2 separate regions of the Oryzias latipes genome follow, and region 2 is linked to region 1. A link is a contact called in public Hi-C data. All regions are on one chromosome and are shown on one strand. Each heading gives the region's core, a stretch centred on a gene start, on an enhancer-like site or on the middle of the called end of the contact. The rest is flanking DNA. Distances are from core to core; before and after follow the strand shown.

What was found. Hi-C and Micro-C count contacts between places; a contact is called where the count stands out from the background.
Region 2: a contact with region 1 is called in a Hi-C map of gastrula embryo, with 2.0 times the contacts expected there. The contact joins the promoter of clybl here to the enhancer-like site in region 1. A contact is called at or near these places in 3 of 5 Hi-C or Micro-C datasets (embryo and gastrula embryo).

Annotation. Positions count from the first base shown.
Region 1 is chr21:7,630,979-7,637,089 of ASM223467v1, reverse strand. It overlaps LOC110017410 (a long non-coding RNA gene), which reads left to right. Exons shown (of 6, transcript XR_002872446.1): 5 at 555-696; 6 at 1,334-4,897. Among protein-coding and RNA genes, the nearest start is that of tmtc4, 26 kb to the right of the region's middle. Within about 2 kb of position 1,414, at least 2 of the 8 cell types and tissues checked have an H3K27ac peak or open chromatin away from gene starts, as enhancers often do. A contact at or near this core is called in embryo and gastrula embryo, where this site is marked.
Region 2 is chr21:7,830,210-7,836,572 of ASM223467v1, reverse strand. clybl (citramalyl-CoA lyase, mitochondrial) reads left to right here and starts at 2,917. Exons shown (of 8, transcript XM_004081449.4): 1 at 2,917-3,032. The coding sequence starts at 2,932.

The DNA of each region.
Region 1 (6,111 bases), core at 165-2,664:
TGTTTTTTTCTATTTTACTTCAAAAACTGACTCTTAAAGAAAGTAAAAAGATTTGTTTCAAGAAAAATTGTCTTATCTTCTGTCTTTCAAGAAAAATAATCTCATTTAGGGTGTATACTAGAATTCTTTCTTACCCAGTTGGCAAAAAAATTTTTTTTTTTGCTTATTTAAAGAAAATCTGCCAATGGGGTAGGAATTTCCAGCTCTGTTTGAAGGAGTCTGTTTTTGCAGTCTACATTTTGAGGAAAGGTGTTTAAATGGCTTTTAGCCGGTAGTATAATATCCAGCACTTCTCTGCCCTTAGTGACCGGATTTCTCTTCTGGCTCCAAGTCCCTTTTCCCTTTCTTCTCTTTTCCCCTATGCCTCAATCTCATTGCAGTTTTTCAACTCGGGAACAAAAGCTAAGTGTTTAGCTGTGAGCCAGATCAAGGGCCTGCTTTTTCCTCACAGGAAAGGTGGAATAACAAACATGGCCGACACTGAAATCGACCATACCTTCTGTCGGCTCCAGACTCCCACATCTGTGCTGCACCTCTCTCTGTCTCCCACACAGCTGCTTCTGGGGCTGAGGAGGCTTCAGCCCAGCGCCTCCGAGCTCCCATTGCCTAAGGGTCCCCTGGGATGCAGCTGACTGGCACCCTGACTGCCAACCAGATGATGGATCCTACCAGGAGAATTAGACATGACAGGGGGAGGTGAGAGTCTAGGAGTGGCCACCGTTGAACCCGAGGACGAGGGGCAGATTGGGTCAGCTGCCTCGGCCCTGTTTGTGCCTGTGCTTGTATGCACGTTCATGCAAATGTTTGCACACAGATACTCAGCGTGAACGACTTGCATTCAAATGGCCATATCTGTGGGTGGTTATTTTGGCACATCAAGCCTCTCTTTCTTCTTTTTTTTTTTTTTCCTCTTAGTTTTTCACTTCAGTCACATTCTCCATCTGGACCCAAAGTCTTTCATTAGCTGTATCCATTTTACTTTGAAAGCTGACAAAATATCAGCTGCGTTGACTTGTAATGTTTGTCATGTCTGCTCGGGGGCCTCCCAAAATTCTGACAGATGCCAAATGACACATGTTGAAGCTGAAATTAATGAAAAGGGGAGATCTCAATGAAGGGAAATAAAATCTTTCGGTGAGATTTTGGCACTTTCGTTGCCTATTTTTTAATTTGTATTTATTTGAGTAAACAGACCAGCTGTTCAGAACAGGTAAACCTTCAGCCTCTTGAGATCTGTGAGTACACATTTATTGGGGGGGAAAGGGAAAGAAAAAGAAAAACTGTACCTTCTGATGGGCTAAGCATATTGTTTTGTCATTTCTGGCACGACCAGCTTGATCTTGTGATACCAGCTGGATAAAAGCTTCATTCTTGCCCCGCGGCGTCCCGCTGTGCCATTGCCTCAACCAGACACTGTGATGGTAAGTGACTGCTGTAATTGTTCTACTTGTACCTCCTACTCTTCAGCCATCCAACTGGCTCCTACCCCCTGGTTGTGCCACATTTCCCACATGGGCCATCTTGGCATGAACCCCAATACAGGGTTGACGGCATCAAACAGTTTGATGCCGTCAGGTAAAGTCTCTTCTGAAAAGCGCTCACTGGCCTTTACAGTAATTGTCCTCTTTTTATGAAATTATTTAGTGCGAATAAACAGAATTTGATTGTGATTGCCGGCTCACAATGATTGCAATTTAATTTTGTGACGATAAAACATTTAAATGCTCCCTTTATTCCCATTCCGTCCCGGATTTTTCCTTTGAGATAATTCAGTTTGACCTATTTCTATTAAATCAAGCTTTGGAAAAATATGAGATTTGATGTGAAAAATCCGAATGAATCAACCCCATCATCGTTTTTTTTCCCCCTTTTTTCTAAAACTGTATTTTCTCCATCGTCATCTCGGAGAGATTATGCATGCTCTTAGATACGCCAGTTGCCTCATTTAGCACCCCACAAACCAGCACCCCCCTTCAACCCCACTGTGCCCACAGACACATGCACGCATGCACATGAGAGCAAATGGAGGAGAGGAGGGAAACACGCAGAGAGGATTGCTTACTGTACTGTACATCAAATATTAATCTGTTTACTATAGAAAATAGACTTATCTTTGCCCAATCTGTTTGAAGTGACAGGATCGGCCCTTGTCGTGTAATGGGGACTCTTTACTGTAAATGAATGACTCCAGCTACTCACTTGAGTCTCTTTTTCATTCAGTCTCAGTGGAAAGGCGTCTGCTTTAATTAGGATCGACTCTGATTTTTTTAAATTTTTTTTTGCTTTTGGGTTTTTGTGCTGAAAGCCTGTATTGGACTCTGTCGGTTTGCTTTTGTAAGGCATGTCATAGAGCGAAGAGAGGAGGAGCAGGGGAGCAAAACCCAGAAGAATTGTGAAGAGGAGCAAGCTGTGTCTGAAAGAAAAAGGGGCTTAAAGAAGACGTAAAAAAAATATACAATCCACACATTATCATATACTTTTAGCTACAGGCAGCCAACAAACACAAAGGCGCTTGAACACGCTTTAAAACATGCGCGTGCAGAATACACTTCAAGCTCAACACTATTGGGTTTTTTTCCTTCTAGCTTAAGCAAGTCAGTCATTCAAAGGAAAACCTCTAGCATTTTCCTGTTATTTTTTTTTAAAGATCCTTTGCAGGTAAATGAATAAATGAATAAACAAAGCACCAGGTGAACATTTATATGCACAAAAAAGTGAAAGAGCAGGGAGCCAGGCCAGCATCTCAGCCAGAGGTATGTTGCCATCTTCTGGTTCTGACGCCAAACTTCAAGGACAGAGATGCATTTTTCGGCTGACCCTCTTTAGATCTCAATTTTTATACATTAGGTGTTCAGAATACACAAGCAAGAAGGTTTTTTTTCTGTCTTCCATTCAAACTTTTAATTAGAAATTAAATATAAGTACATTACGTAAAGAAATCTTTTGGGGAAGTCACCTTTAACCCTTATAAACACAATACAAGGGTTAATATAATATATTGAAGCTTTCACTTTGGCATATACACTCTGATGAATGATGTCAAAAGTGACTTTTCCAGACTTTAGAGCGTGCCTTGTTCATCTCATTTGCATGTACCATCATCCACATATGCCCTCCTTTTTCTCCACTGCCCCGAATGTGATCTGTGCAGTTGCAGGGTGTTAATTGGCTTGGCCCTGCAGTGTGTACGTGCACATGTGTGTGTCAGTGTCTCAGCACGAATGTTTGTGTATGTATATGTCAGCATGTTGACAGCGTGAGCAGTGTCGGAGTCTCTCACGGAGGCTCCAGCACATGTGGCTCTCTTCCAGTCTGCGCGGCTCTTTCCTCTGGTCCTAACATGTGCTCTGTGCCTCCCTGTCCCTGCCCAGCCCTGCTGGGCTCTGTTAGGCCCTGTCTGCAGTGGACCAGTCTGTTCCTGCTGCTAAAATGTGAAAATCGCTGAAGTCCCAGCATTTCAGTAGAAATACTTGTCATCTAATCCAAAGGTTTTTCAAAAATTGTGTCAATTTCGACCAAAATTTCAAAAAAGGTACCTTTGTTTTACACTCATTTCCTTTTTAGTCACAAAAATGCTAAAAAATAAAAAGACATATTTTTGTGTTGGCAATTGGAGTTTAAATCTTCACAAATATTTTCTGAATATTCATCTGTTTTATGAGATTTTCTCACAAACTCTTGTGGCCTTTTCTTTCATCCTATTATTCCACTCCCGGGACTGACTTTGCAGCATTTCCCTGCTCCGTTTTATTAATCTAAAATCGCATTTTTCTAAGTTGTTTCTTCCAAAAGGTCAAGTGGGTGTTAGATGGATCTGCCACAACGGTCAGCAACATTAAAAACTTTATTTCCTTCTCTGTTAAAAAGCACGTTTGTGTCTTTTCTCAAGCTGTCTTGTCAGTGATCTCTTTTTTTTTTTTTTGTATGTGGTCTTCGTGTGGTGCTGAATGAGCGGGGAGCCAAACAGACATGCCCCAGAAAATGCCAGAGAGTGACCGACACAGCAGCCAAAAGACACACTAACTCACACATTGCTGCCTCTGTTTCTTCTTCTTCTTCTTTTTTTAACTTGATTTGTCCTCACTATTCCTCCTTGCTCCTTTTTGCCTGCGGCAAGACAGCTGTGTCCGTCAGGGCTTGATGCCTGTGACATGGGTCACACGCTAAGAGCCCACCTGATCATGACAGCAGAGAAACTCATCTGGTTGTTTGTAAAGGAAAGATACTTTTCTTACACTGCTATTATTTTTATTTAGTTATTTCTGAAAAGCAAATTGTCTTCTGCTCCAAAAAGAGGCATACACAATTAAATGAAGTAACCATCAAGTTAAGAAACAACAATAGATTAAATTGTTTATGTAACATTTTTTTTTTAATTATAATGTTGTTACTATTAAAGCAATTAGTTTAACACATAGCAAAGGGAGAAATTTTAAGTTGTTAGGATTTGCACATTTTAAGGTTTCTGAGTATTTAAACAGCAAGGTAGTTAACTTTCTTGGTACAAGTTTTGATTTTTTGGAAAAGCAAAAAATGTTTATAAGTTCAAAATGTTAACAAAATAAAATCTGCTTGTCTTTATTTTGAGGAAATGTTTTTTTCTCTGAATAATGTAACTTTGATTTGTATCTTTAAAATTACCTGAAAACTGTTTAGTTAAAGGTAAAAACAGTTATGAATAATTGTATTCTGTTAAAAATAAGTTTCAAAGACTAAAATAACACAGATTTGTACAAAATAAAATGTATACAAACACATTACTTTGAAAAATGTCAGTTAATTCATTTTAGCAAATGCTGTTTACATTTGTATTGAAATGTATTGATTTACTGTAACATATTATAGCACAAGATTTATGTCCTCTGAAATGACAGTAAAAAACAAATGCTTTTTAAAAGTAATGTATGTTTAGATTACTTAAAGTGTAGTAGCGGTGAGGCTTTATTTCCACTTTTGAGTCAAAAGTTCACTTAGTAATTGTGTTTCTTTTTCCTTCTTTCATTTTCATGTTTAATTCCAAATTAAAGGAATCCTCCTGTTGGCAATCCATCATGTGGAGCTGTATTTACAGTGAAAATATTGTCATATATTGCAACAGCTGCTCCAATTCACTTAATGTGGGGCTTTAGGGAGCACCTAAAAGCTTTGCTCCAACAGTTTTTGGTTCTTTAAAGTCAGGGAACTGGATACCCCCTCCCAGATCTTGAACACTGTCCCAAAATAAACGCTGTGGTCTGGAGGTTAGTTCACGGAGCACTGTGCAGCCTGAATACTGAAATCTATACCGCTTCAATGATCAATCTCTCTTTCCTCCCCCCTCCAATCCCCTTGTTCATTCACCGCTTTCTTTTCTGCGTCTCCCACTCCTGAGCAGCCATTGAAACTTTGCGGCAGCCCTTTTCCCCTCTTTATCTCGCAGTCTCTTGTCCCCTTTGCTCTGTCTCTTTTCACTGGCAGAGGTTCATCTGAACAGAGAGGCTGTGCCCTTCCTGACCTGAGCATGTCAGTGTTAATTGTATGGCTTTAATTACAAAAACACATTTAGCACTTTCAAAGGGGGTTTAAGTTAAATCCTTCCTCTTCAGTCCAATCTCCAAGATTTAGGAGTGGCATGGCCGTGTCAGCTATCCAATGCAGATTAGATCTTGTCTCTTGTCAAGCTCAACTGTCTGTCTGTCTGTCTGAGACGTTTGCAGGGTACTTGGATGCTCTCTGCTTGGCTGCTGTGTTTGCACAAAGTTTACAGTTGGAAACTGTTCCAGTATCCCATTTTTTAAAAATCATTTAAAAAAAATTAATTGATTATTGTTTAATCCCAAAACAATCAAAAATTGGGAAATCTGGGATTTATTTATCATTTTTCAAGCAATTTTATTTATTTTATGTAAAAATAGATCATTAGCACACGTTTAGATGATTGATTTATGCACACAATTCAAACAATATTATGTGAAACATCACATTTTCTAAAAGAAATTTAAAAAAAAAATCTTTTTCAAAGTAGAATTGTATGCATACTGATACTCAGACAAAGTTGTTAACTTTTCTACAGCCCTCATGCCCGGACCTAATTCAGTTAAGTCGGGTCCATTGTGAAGCAGCCAGCGGAGC
Region 2 (6,363 bases), core at 1,668-4,167, 200 kb before region 1:
AATGAGTCGGTAAAACATCACTGGTTTGAAGAGCATGAGAAATTGTCATGATATCATTTGAAATTCCTGATCTTGACTGCAGTCCGCAGGCAGAGGCAAGAAATAAGAGGAAGAGACCCAGTAATGACTTTTTTTCCCCCTGTTTTTTTCACCATCTGCATCAGCTTCTCCACCTCTTGGCACCCTAACCCGCCCCCCCAAACTGATGCCCGAGGGGGTGAAATTCAAACTAATGCAAAGAGGCAATAATTAAACATCTTGTGATTCCCAGCATAGTGGCTTATAGGTGTTGTGCTCCTAAGATGAGCTCTTTATGACACATTGTCCAGTTATTGAATGTGTTTTTTGTTCTTCATTACACATGACTCATGAGTGGTCGTGAGGTGTCAGTTTGGGCTCATCCTGGTGTGCTGAGGTGATGCTGGTGATGTTTGAAAAGGTTGTCTAGAGTAAATTGAGGAGCAAGCCAAATTCTGCCACATTTATACAAAGATTTTGCCCTGATCAGTAGATCTTTCTTTTTTATTTTCATTTTTTTTTACTGTGTTTTAGAGTAGTTTTAATGTCCCAACAATTATTTTTTTCCAAATGTTTTGTTATTATTATAAACAAAACATGTGTCCATAATATTTAAATGTTACCGTTTTTTTGTGCAGCATTTACTATATATTTTGCAAATACACATTGTTGAACACAAATCAATCAGTTCTACTGTCTCAGTGAAATGAAAGGATTGTGGTTTGACCATAATAACAAGTAAGCCTTTTGCAATGAAATAAGGTACATAAACCCCTGTGATCTTTAACCTTTCTATGTTTTGGAGTACAGTTTGCTGTGAGGCCCTGTGCAGTTTTGATGGATACAAAGAATGGAAAAAAACATCAGCTCCCTCTAAAACCACAATGGAGACCTTGAATCTAAATGTCATGGTTTCATAACGGATACACTGACATTTGTGTGATGGGATTTAGCCATGGGTTAATGTAGCCATTGCTGGCACACTGCATTGATGTCCATCCTCACTTGGGCTGTGAAGTCTACCTCACCATTTTTTGGTGCCCTCACAGGAGTTTCTTTCAAAGGGGTGATTTTTTTTTTAATTTTTTATGCAGGTTTAAACCAATTATTTCTGTGATAAAAAAAAATTTAAAAAGTGTTTGATATGTAGTTTTGTTTTATATGATGTTAATGTGCCTCAGGAGCTGTTCAGATCATTCTTTTTTTTTTTTTGGTAGGGAGCTCGGACTGCGGGTGGGGGTTGATGGGGAAGGCAGGCGATCAGCATCAAAATCAGAGCCATGTAAATCTAATCAATTATACAGTTTTTCAGATAAAATGTTGGTAAATCAAAACACATTTTCCAAAAGTCACAGCATAATGAGAAATTTAAATTGGAAACAGAAACCATTTGTTTATTATAAATGCCAGGGTGAGGTGGTGTCTTGCCATCCATAAATTTTGCTATCCTTTCATATTCCTTTTATCTCGAACTACAGCTTTGGCACTCGTTCAAGATTTTAATGAACCCAGACTTCTGAGGCATCAAGGCCTAGTTATGCATTGTCCATTTGGATGGGGGAGTACAAAGAGGGACAAGGCAAAAAAAGCTTTCACCACTGAAATAATATTTTGCATTCTGTTGCTTTACATGGAGGTCATTAGGTGATGGCAATGTTCAATAACACTACAGAAGGACAGGAATGAACAAACAATTAGAATGGATCTCAGATTGACTGACAGACTGATGAGCTTTTGAAGGTTTTTTTTTGCTGTTTGTGTGAGTGTGTGCACAAATGTGACAGGGGTGGGGGGGTGACATGAATCAGAAAATACATTTTTGTGCTTCATGAGAACACAGAGAACCCCCCTGCCCTGGCCCAACCTGGTGTCGGCTGCTTTCACGAGCTCAGAGGTTCCTAGGGGAGACCAGAATGGAAGTCGAGCATCTTGCTGTGATCCAAAGAAAGTGTGCCAAATGCTATCAAAACTGGATTAGTAGACAACAATTGCGTTCGATGAACAGAAGGAGAAGGAAAGAAGTAGTTTCCAAGTAACCCATGAAAGGAATTTACCTACACCATTGCATTCCTAACTGGAGTAAGAAAAGATTAACACATATCCCTCTTTTTGGTAAATGTGAAACCTTCAAGTTTTTGACATTAATGGGTTTTAAAATTTGCCCTAAAGAAAGTCATGTCAAGTTTTGAACATTAAAGGCCTCAGGTGTTGTCAGCTAAGATTTGTAATGTAAATTTCATAGTAATTATAAAGACATTTTTTCATTTAGTTTTATCTATTTATATTGCTTTTTATTAAGTAAATTATATTAATTATTAACATTTTTACATTAAAATATAAAATAATCCAGCTACAAATTTATAGTGTTACCTTGCTTGGGTTATTTTAATTGCTAAATTTCTTACATATTACTCTTCACATTTTGATAACTTAATTGTACAGCAAGCCCACCTGAACAAAAGTTCTAATTAGATATTAATTCAACAAACGAAAAAACAAATAAATCATTTGTCATGCAGATTTAACAATGACAAACCCCTCCATGTCATTTGTTCACCACATTTGAACTTGACTGAGGGTTATGGCAGCTGACTGCTGCTGTGCCCGACAAGGCATGGATGGGGTGGCTGCTTCTCAAACAAATCTCCTTCTCATTTTTGCTCTCCAGGATAGTAGAACATCTGCCTTTTTACTTCCAAAAGAGCACGAGCAAAAAATAAAATTACAAAACAATTTATTTATTTATTAGTATTATTCATATCATTTTTTGGGGGGGACATTTATTATTCTTTACAAGTTTCTCGCCTTTCTCACACATCTCTGACCACCTGCTATGTACCATTCTCCACATGTCAGGAACGTCCGGGCCCCGCCTCCATCCTAATTTGACCAATCACGCGACTCATTTCGGACATGGGAGGAAGTCCGGAAGCCAATCGCTGCTCGCTGCTGCCATCGTCACCGGAAAACATGGCGGCGCTCATGACAGGAGCAGTGAGACAGTTGGCTCTGCAGTAAGTCAAACCGTGTTTTTACACATTTTCTTTTTTATGTACATGTTTACTTTAAAACATTACAGGCTAAACTGTTGAAACCGTGGACCGGACGTTGCTTTAGTGTTGCGGTTTTAGCTGTCGGTCATGTTGTACTTTATTTGCTAGCTCTCCACTCAAGTCAGTCAGGAGATGTTGTTTAAAATCAAATTTCTCTGCAGTATATTTATTTTACTTTACAAAAAAAATGCAATGTTTGTAACTCAGCAAACGCTAGTATGCAAATAATTTGTTTTGTCGCTTTAAATTGCACAAAGTAAATCACACGGGACCCATGCAGAATTAACATGATTTTATTTGTAACTTAAAAAAAAAGGTATAGCCAAAAAAAATTCCCTTGAAAATATGCTGTTGGAATGATAAAAACTGAATAAATTCTTAATCTTTTGCTGTGCTGCAGCAACAGCAAAAAAAACTTTGTCAACCTATAAACAGTAAACCGAGACATAAAGCTCCCATCATCAGTGTTTGGACGAGCAGCCTCAGCATTTTGCAGCTCTGTCTGTCTGCAGAGGAGCAGAGTAAAGTAACCACACAGCCATGCTGGTCAGCATCCACCGATGTCAGCTGATGGCTGTTAAATGACCCAAGGGGCTTCCTCCCACACCACTGCGCTGCTAGTTAGTTAAATCCTTTTAAACATTTTTTTCCTTTTTAAGACCCTGATAAAAAGTGTGTTTTTAACATGTTGTGGTATTTTTCTGATAGTAGAGGACAAATATTGTGAAAATTAAGCTTCATTTTGCATTTCTGAGTATTTCTTTATTCTAATCATTGTGAAGATGAAAAATGCTGTTGGAAAATCTGGATCAAAACTGGACAGCTGGATAGCTCCAATAATGCTCACCGCTTTTTTTTTTTTTACATGTTAGGTTAGCGGTGTGAGGGACTGTAAGCTGGTGGGAGAGCATGTAAACAAGATGTATGAATGGAAGGGGTGGGGCTTTCTCTGCTCCAATAGTCCCACCCACAATTTGGAGGTGCTTTTCTAATAAACTACTGCCACTTTGCAGAAACCATGTTTTAGAAAACGACACAGCGTTTTTGGCTTTGCCTAAAAGCTGCATCATCATAATGAAAAGACCACTGGGAACACGCTTACAACAAAAATATAGTCTTTAAAGACATTTCCTCCTACACTTATAAAGAGAATAGCAGACCTCCCTTTTAAAACTGTCACTTCCAAATTTATGTTTTGATTTGACAGGAAAAAAATGTGCAGAGAATAAACAGTCTTCAGTTGTGCTTAAGTGCATACATGGTTGTGTTTTTCCTTATTATAATGTACATATTTCTTATTTTACATTTAGTGTTTGAAAATAATTTGAATAATATTATTTTTAATATTAATAATATTGTTTTAATGTTTTTTGTTGTTGTTTATACATAGCTCGTATGTTAAAGTGTTTGTACAGCACGTATGTTTGTAAAGATATTTAAAAATGGAAAAATTCCTTGACAGTAGGCCAATAAAAAGACATAATCTTTTAATCCTTTTTCTATCAAGTTGTTAAATCTGTTTTTTATTTATTGAGCCATTGAGGTTGCAGAAAAATTAAACAATAATCAACAATTTTGGACATTTGAAAATCATCATTAAAAATACATATTTTATTGTCTTCTTTATTTGACTTTTTTATGTTAGAAAATCTGGGAAGAATTTTTTTTTACTTGACCTATTTAGCAGCTAAGGAAAATCTTTATTTTGAGGGATCTGATTTACTGAGGACACAAATGTTGATTGACTAGAGACCCAAATGTTTTTTTTTTTTACCTTTTATTAGCATAACTGTTTCTAATTAGTGACTGCTTAGTGCACATTACTGACTTTGATGATGATCATCATTCTTACTGACTGGTTTGTGCTTTTCACTACATTGTCACAAAACCAGTGGAAGTCGTAAAGCACCCAAATATAATATTATGGATCAAATTGTATTGCGGACCTGCAACAAGCCTAAACCAGGAAGTTTGAGAACTTTTTCAAGGTAATGTTAACAATGAGGCGTAGAAAAACAGGCATGTGAACAGATAGAGACCAGCAATTCTTGCACTTTTGAAGCTTTCCTTCATAAAAATCTGTTCTGTAATAATTGGTGTTCTAAGTGTCCATTCAAAACCAATTTTAGAGGGAAGAGGAGGGGATGTGTGAAGACACTGTAAACATAGCCGATGACAAAAACTGAGCAGAAGTGAAACTTTTGTTAAATAAATTACAAATGTATTAATTAAAAACAAGCTAAGAGCAGCAAAAATGGAAAATTATAGGTGAATCAGCTCATGAATATGATGAAACGATATTGATTTTCCAATTACGGAATACTTTAATCAATTTCTTTTAACCCAATCCTAGTCTTTTACAGAAAACTATCAATAACAACATATATTTATATATACACATGAGGTGTTCTGTCTGAATTAAGGGTCAGAAACCTCTTATAAACAAAACAGTAGTTGTTTTTATATTGATGCTGACCTGGAAGAAGATCAGAGGATCATCAAACCCATTACTTTTTGACATGTTGCACTTAGTTATGGAGCGTGGATTGCCGGGCGTGCAAAGCTGGTGTTCTTGGAATAGAGTATGAAGTGACCATCCCAACTATCCACTCGCGATGCCTTCAATTATGGACTACAAAAGTGTACACTATTAATTGGATGTATTTCATTTCAACAACTTTTCCTCTAAGAATCAGCTCTTAAACGGTTAAATGTATCCCTTCCAAACGGCTGGAACTAAGAAAGCACTGCGTGGGCTTGTTTTATAGACAGCCTTAAGCTCTCACCCTAGCATTGGCGGCAGACTGCTCTTTGTCACAAACACCCTTGTGTCAAAGATGCAACAGCATCCTGGAGGAAGCATTGACTGCTGCCATGAAGTCGACAAGTGATGAAAGTAGCCTAGAGGTTGTCAATTAAAAGAGCCAAGGCCTGGACCTTATAAGTTAATGGGCAGTTTCCCCTTCCCTGGGCCTGCAAGGGCTTTATAGCACAGCTTATAAAAACTCTTAAGTGTAATGCACCCCTATAACGTTTTCAATTAGAAGACTGGGCAGAAAGCAGTGCAGAGACTTGGCAGTCAAGTTCAAAAATTTATATAGTGGCATTTGGCATTAACTGGAAGAGGAATTTTCAATTGCCCCAGTTTGACTAAGTGGCAGCTACTGTGCAGATTTTTTTATTTTGATGGCATTTCATGCTGATGGGAAGTCTTAAAGGCTTCCTGCTGTCTTTCTGTTATCTGTTTTTTTATTTTACCTGGATCATATTGACACAGCTTGAAAATCCAACA